Regions from separate parts of the Mus musculus genome. Here region 1 is linked to region 2. A link is a contact called in public HiCAR-type data. All regions are on one chromosome and are shown on one strand. Each heading gives the region's core, a stretch centred on a gene start, on an enhancer-like site or on the middle of the called end of the contact. The rest is flanking DNA. Distances are from core to core; before and after follow the strand shown.

Region 1 (3,745 bases), core at 1,161-3,660, 1.1 Mb before region 2:
ATGGCCAAACTGACTAACCTGAACACAGAGCCCAGGTCCAACAGACGCTGTCTCAAACACAAGGGAGATGATGCACAGGTTAGGATGCTTGCCACCCAAGCCTAGCATCTTTATCTTACTCCCAGAGCCTCCATAAGGGCCATTTCTCCATTTCTCATTGTTGTCCTCTGATCTTCATATGTGCACCAGAGCACCTCAATAACAATATCAATAAGAATTTTTAAAAGTTAGATAGCTCCTGAGGAAGGACATTCAAGATTGCCCTCTGAACCTCTATGTGCATGTATGTACACAAATGAACTCCCACCACCACCACCACCACCGAGGTGTGCACTCACCCCGAGTGCACACCAACAAGAAACATTCAGCCGTTACTTCTGCCCACTTTCTTGCAATACAACTATGAGAAAATTACGCCTCACCACTGCTATACAGTTTTCAATCATAATAAAGGGAACAGCTAAGCACGGTGAATCCCGCCTGCCTGTCACCCCAGACTTGGGAGGTGGAGGCAGGTGGGCTAGAAATTCAGTCTTCATCATCAGCTATATAGGTAAATCAAGGGAAACCTGTAGTACATGAACTCCAGTCGCCAAGAGAAAGGGAGCACTGAAAGAAAAGAAGGAGGGCGCTGGAGAGATGGCTCAGTGGTTAAGAGCACTGACTGCTCTTCAAAAGGTCCTGAGTTCAAGTCCCAGCAACTACATGGTGGCTCACAACCATCTGTAATGGGATCCGATGCCCTCTTCTGGTATGTGTGACAGCTACAGTGTATTTGTATAAATAACATAAATAAATCTAAGAAGGGAAGAAAAGAAAAGAAAGGAAAAGAGAGAGAGAGAGAGAGAGAGAGAAAGGAAAGTAAGCAGTTCATGTTGCTTGGGTTCTAAGTGCTGAAAAAGCTGGTTTAAGTTGCACATGACTACCTGTCCACCTGCTTCTAAATAAAGAAAATCTGCGGATGGATGGCCAGTGTTGGCCAAGGCCTGTGACCCATCCTCTACACAGGTTTAACGGATGATAGACAACAACAAGTAGCAATTCAGTCAATCTGGGCTACAACACCAGAACTGTGTCTGGCAGCAGTGGCAGAAGAGGACTTTAATAGCTAAGCCACAGACCAGGAACATAACTCAGTAGAAAGTTTACCTAGAATACACAAAGACCCTGAATTCTATCCCCAGTACCACACACATAAACTAAAGCATGGGGACCCACACCTGTAATCTCAGCTTTAGGCAATCAACACAGGAAGATCAAAACTTCCAGATCATCCTCTATTACTCTGAGTTACAAGCCAGATTACTTACAACACTGTCGCAAGGTTAAAAAAAAAAAACTGACCGCCTCAGAAACCGGCGTTACCAACTGAGATTTCCCCACACCGACTTTCATCGAGTCAGGACCTTCTTAATCCTTTTCCAAACACTCTCTTGACTTGCCATGAATCAAAACAATTATCTTCCCAAAACATTTACTCTCCATGGAATTCCCTGCTCCATACTACACTGAGCTCAGAACAGGCAAGTGCTCCACTGCTGAATGGCACCCGAAGCTCAGCAACATAACTTCTTAGGCTGATGAGTTTGTAATATAAAATTTCTGTGTCAAGTGAAGAGGCACACCGGGAGATAATCCTAGCTACTCAGGGAGGAAATAAGTGAACAACCACCAAAGTAGAGACAAAAACAAACTTGCCTGTTCAACACAGCTCCAAAATAAAAATAACAGAAAAAAAGATTTCTGTCTACTTTAGACTTTAAGGCATTTCTGGTTGTAAGCGTCCTCCTTCTTTCGTTCATTGAAAACCCTCGCTACTTAAAGTTTGTCAATTTCCTGTCTTCACCCAGCAAGGACCCAAGTGAAATAATTTAATAATTATTAACCTTCAAAGACCTATGTAATACTCCTAGAATTTTCACTATGTAGACCGACTAGCCTCAGTTTCTGAGATGCACCTGCCTCGGTCATCCCAGTGCTAAAATTGAGAGCGTGTGTGTCCAAACCAACAAATGACCCCTAACGGATTTCCTCCTTTAATTCTTTATCTTTCTTTTTTTTTCTTTTTCTTTTCTTTTCTTTTTTTTTTTTTAATTTTACAAAACACTGCAATCCTCTTTCACCTTCCCAAATGCTGGAATTCCATGCGTGACCCACGTATCCGTATAAAACACTTTACACTTCTAGGCTTTAAACAATATGCACCAACAGTCTCTCCTAATATACTCAGTTTCTTCAAAACATAATAAATGAAATCTTTAATACGAACCTTCTTGGACCTTACCAAAAACCAAAAGAAACAACTGTCAGACAGGAGGACCTTCCAGTTCTGGAAAATGTCGAAGGCGGGAAACTTGCTCGAAAGGCGCGCAAATCTCACCCTAGCCCTTTAAGCGATCCGCGCTCAGCCGCCCTCCGATTACCCACAATCCTCTGTTATGTACTTCTGGTTCCTCTACCCCCTACCGGAAGTTGTTTCTGTCAGTTGCGCAGCTGTGTGGGGCACAGCCTGTGGGACAGGGCTTTCGGCTCCTTGCTTTTCGTTGTTGGGATTGAGTCCGTTTTGGAGAGTCCCCGCGGCAGCCGTCACCATGTCGGTCCCAAGCGCACTCATGAAGCAGCCGCCCATCCAGTCTACGGCTGGGGCCGTCCCAGTTCGAAACGAGAAAGGTACGGGCTCCCCTCCCCTCCGGTTGGCTCTGACCTCTTTCATCCTGAGTATCTCTCAAACCTGCCTTACGCCGACCATGCCAGCTCGGCTGGCCCTTAAAACCTAGCTGCAGTTTCTTCCTGCGTCCCGCCTAAAGTCACAGGTGGCGTAGAGAAAGGGGATAGCGGGATCCACTTGCATCTACCTGATCGATTTAGTGAGGAGATCTCTCTCGAAATATAAAGTAAAGGAGGCTGGAGAGGCGGATCAGCGGTTGAGAGGACATACTGCTGTACCACAGGGCGCAAGTTCAATTGCCAGCAGTCACTTCAGGTGACTCAACAACCTGGGACCCCAAGTCTAGGGAGATCTGACACCTCTGGCTTCTGCCAGTACCTACACTTGTGCACATATCCACACATAGCATCCTTACAAATGATGATAATAATAATGCTACAGAGATGGCTCAACCGTTAAAGGCCAGGCTCACAGGCAGAACAGTAACAAAAATCAAAATATAAGAAGAAAGTGGGGCTGGCGAGATGGCTCAGTGGTTAAGAGCACCGACTGCTCTTCCCAAGGTCCTGAGTTCAAATCCCAGCAACCACATGGTGGCTCACAACCATCCATAACGAAATCTAATGCCCTCTTCTGGAATGTCTGAAGACAGCTACAGTGTACTTACATATAATAAATAAATAAAATCTTTAAAAAAAAAAGAAGAAGAAGAGAGCCGGGCCTGGTGGCGCACGCCTTTAATCACAGCACTCGGGAGGCAGAGGCAGGCGGATTTCTGAGTTCGAGGCCAGCCTGGTCTACAGAGCGAGTTCCAGGACGCCAGGGCTACACAGAGAAACCCTGTCTCGAAAAACCAAAAAAAAAAAAAAAAAAGAAGAAGAAGAAGAAGAAGAAGAAAGTGAGCTAGAGGCCTGTGTGTGTGTTTCTTTTCACTGTAATTGTTTTGTTTGTTTATTTTTAAGTGTATGAATGCTTTGCTTCCATGCATGGATATGCACCATGTGGGTGCAGTACCCACAGAGGCCAGAGGAGGGCCTGGAGTATCAGACTGTAACAGACTGCCATGCAGATGCTGGA
Region 2 (3,626 bases), core at 943-3,442:
TTGTAAAACTACCAACATGAATTACAAAATAGTTTCATAGGCGTGGTCTGAAGGCTATGGGAAAGGAGGAAGGCACTTTTAAGATAATAGCCACAACACCAAAACCTGAACTCTCAACCAAGCCAAACAAGCAACTTACTCTCCTATTTAAAGAGCAAAATATTTTCAGGACATATACTTCCAGAGAGTTTAGACCTGAAGACACAGTGTACCTAAATGTTCTATTAAAGTCTAACATACAACTGCAAGATAAGGCTCCGAATCCTTTTAAAAAAAGATATGTGCAGGTGCCAGAGTCAGAATAGAAACAAATACAGAAGAAGGAAAAACTGCTAAGAGGATTCCAACAATCTATAGGTTAATATTCTTTAACATCAAGTTTCCAGAACTGTATCTGGAATAAAATGTAAGAAGATATACATTACTACTATTTATATGTATTTTGACTAGCCTTTCTCTGGTTAAAACAACTATAAGCTATAAGGGGGTTGGAGGGTGAGGAGCACTCGCTTTGGTGAAGAGGTGTGGCTTTCTGCACCTGCAGTTAGTGAGTTCATGATTTTGAAAGAAGCTAAACTATAAAAACAGGTCGGGAGAGATAAAACACACCTAGTCATGCCAAGAAACTTTTATAGTGAAAAAAGAAAAAAAAAGAATAAGAAAAAAAAGAAAGAAATACCCTCATTAAACTCTGGTTTGGCACCGTTTATTTTAATCCAGTGTGCAAACATGAGGAGACCTTGCTGTCTTCCGTTTCCAGTTGAATGAGCCTTGGGGAGGGGCAGCCCGCTCAAAAATCCATTTAAGAGTTTGGAAGGCAACCTTTCCACTGTTAAACTTATCTAATCCTCCTGAAAGTACTTTATGAGAGGTTAGCTATTAACATTACCCAAATCCCCGCAGAACCAATAAAGAACGATGAAGCAAATAGCAAGCATTCAAGGAAGTGCTTTAAAACCTAAGTGAAGCCATCAAAGCTAGAAGGTTGTTTTTGGAGTCCGTTCTTGGGGGGAGCAATTGCCCTTTACCTGATTTCCTCTTTCTCAGCTGCTTCCATGGCACAAGGATGTTAACTCTGCCTGACTCCTAACTCTCAGGCCACAGTCTCAGGCGATCTTTAAAAAAACGGTGACAAGCAGGCTTGCTAAATTATAACCCGTACTTCATCACAGTCAAGAGTCCCCTTCGGGCAGAAGCCAATCTTAATTTTTTTTCATCTGGTATTATCTCAAGCGTAAACCAGCGTCTTTACAGGGATAAAGTACTTGGTAAATATTTCTAGGTTGAGAGTGGCTGATGAACTTTGCTTTTATTGGCGGAGATGTGCTCGCTGCCCTAGAGGTTAAAATCTAAGAGTGTGAGAAACAGGAAGCACCACCAATAAGGGTCAGTCTTAGTGGCTGTCACTCTACAATACCGAAAGCTGACCTGATCTCTCCTCACTTTTAGTTTCGAATGGGGAGTACAGTCTGGATCACTGCTGGACGCTGATGTCGCCTGTCAAACTATGCTGCAGCTGCCCCACAGTCTTTCAGGGTCAAAAGGGACTTTGGAGCTAATGAATCGTTTCTACTTCAGCCCCGTCACATTCCAGGCTCTGTTGCCACAGCTCGACAGCCAGAGAACTCAGTACTTGATGTCAATCATGCATCCAGTGTGCGCGCTTCTACAGACGTCTGGCCTGCGCCTGACCTTGACTTGGAAAGGATGAGGGGCGGGAAGAAGCAGGAAAAGCAAAGCCTTGGCCGCTGCACTGAGTTCCTTTAAGGGCTGGAAGAACAGAGGGAAGCACTAGACCTCAAAACTCTGCTAGTTCACCTCCAGGCCACGATCGCAGGGAAACAGGAGGACGCCTGCGCAGTAGACTCAAAGTTTCTGGGGCGCTCTGAGCGTCTGTGGGAAGAAGCACAGTTTCAAGGACCCGGATAATCCCGCCCACAAAGTAGCGCCGGAAGAGGGTGGGACGAGCCGGAAGAAGGCGGAACTACCTAGCCGGAAGAAGGCTCAATACTTTGGGTAGGCGCTTCATGGCTGTGAAGATGGCGGTGGCTGCGTGGCTTCAGGTGTCTCCTGTTATTTTTCTTCTTTTAGGGGCGCAGCCGTTCCCATTATCGTTTCTTGGTGCAGGTCCGGCACCCGTGTTTGCTGCAGATAGATCGAAGTGGCACATTCCGATGCCGTCGGTGAGTGTTGGGGTCGCTACTGAGCCTGAAGGGGGTAAGAGGTGGGGCTACGGTGGCCCAAGGGGTCCAGGAAGATTTCTGGAAAGTCGGGTTCCCAAAGTGAGTGGAATACCCAGAGCGTCCGTGTAGCTGCCGACGGGATCCCACCTGCCCTGAGCTGAGAGCTGAGCTATTTGCTGTAGGCGAGGAGTGTCAGGGGCCAAGCGTGTTCTTACCGGGAAAGTAACAGAACTTTAAGCATGGAACAGGAGAGAAACTTAATACACAGGGAGAGATAGTAGTTTCTCTTTCAGCTAGAATGTTACAAAATCCAGTACTAGGGCTGGATGAAAGGGAGATGTGAATAGAAGTCTTTATTTTTAACTCGTGTGTGTGTGTTTGTAAAAATAGTCCTACGGATGAAGGGTTTTGATTTGGTTTAAACTTGGAAACGTCTTTTGTGATTAGGGGACTTGGAGATTCAAAAATGCATTTTAACATGGGAATAGCCAAAACGAAACAATTCTAAAATGTTGTGTAGTAAGGATAGTCTTTTGTTTGGATAGTTAACTGATAAGTCGACCCATTTTAGAATCTCGTTTGACTTAGTACAGTACTTTGAACCAGAAAAACCAGATTTTGGTGAGAACTGCTTTAAAAACCATTAGCCATTTCGTTGACCTTTTTGCCTTTTTTTTTTTTTTGTCCTGTTCACTGTACATTTATATGGCAAATATTACAGGTTGTATTCATGTTGGTAAAGGGTTTTGGGCTTTGAGTTGTAGTTTTCTGTTTGTTACTGAAATGATTAATAGTTAAGTCCTTTTACATGTAAAAGTAAAACTGCTGAAAGTTTATTCAAAAGTCGGTTGTTCTGAGGGATGATTCGTGAGTAAAAAAGGAACTGTCCAGCTCAAGCCACTTTGAAGTTAGGTTGAAATTTGTAGCAGCCTCCCACTCAAGAGTCCCTGCTCTGTGGCCTGTAGGGAGCGGCAAGAGCCAATAGTTAGGATATGACTGACTTTCACTAAAGAAAATGTTGTTACTGTCTTTTTGATTAAGAAAATTTTGAATATTTTATAAATGTAGGTATTCATATTCTGCCTTGAAAATCGAAATGCCCTGATGTTAATTATCTTCCCTTTATCTTTTCAGGGGAAAGGTTATTTTAATTTTGGAAAGATTCTTTTCAGAAATACTACCATCTTACTGAAATGTGAGTTTCTAAACTTCATTGAGTTATTCGGATCTTTTAAACTTAGAAAATTATTCTCTACCCTAGTTTGCTTCTGTGTGCGCGCGCGCATTTGTGTGCATGTAGGAACATGTATGCATGTGTGTGAAGGTCAGAGGTCAGTTACTTGTGTCTTCCTCAGTTGCTGTCAGCCCTGTTTTTTGAGACAAGGACTCTCTCCTTGAACTTGGAGCTTGAGGTTTGGCTAGACTGGCTGACCAGCCAGCCTC

Evidence for each region. HiCAR-type assays count read pairs that join an accessible place to other places.
Region 1: a contact with region 2 is called in a HiCAR-type map of astrocytes, with 3 times the contacts expected there. The contact joins the promoter of Wdr76 here to the promoter of Ganc in region 2. A contact is called at or near these places in 3 of 39 promoter capture datasets (cranial neural crest, frontonasal cranial neural crest and second pharyngeal arch cranial neural crest) and 1 of 115 datasets of contacts at active chromatin or transcription factors (astrocytes).

What each region holds. Positions count from the first base shown.
Region 1 is chr2:121,505,388-121,509,132 of GRCm38.p6, reverse strand. It overlaps Wdr76 (WD repeat domain 76), which reads right to left and starts at 2,410. Exons shown (of 13, transcript NM_030234.2): 1 at 2,270-2,410. Mfap1a (microfibrillar-associated protein 1A) reads left to right here and starts at 2,477. Exons shown (of 7, transcript NM_026220.4): 1 at 2,477-2,670. The coding sequence starts at 2,592.
Region 2 is chr2:120,402,462-120,406,087 of GRCm38.p6, reverse strand. Ganc (glucosidase, alpha; neutral C) reads right to left here and starts at 2,192. Exons shown (of 24, transcript NM_172672.2): 1 at 1,029-2,192. The coding sequence starts at 1,057. Tmem87a (transmembrane protein 87A) reads left to right here and starts at 1,972. Exons shown (of 20, transcript NM_001110496.1): 1 at 1,972-2,183; 2 at 3,318-3,378. The coding sequence starts at 2,028.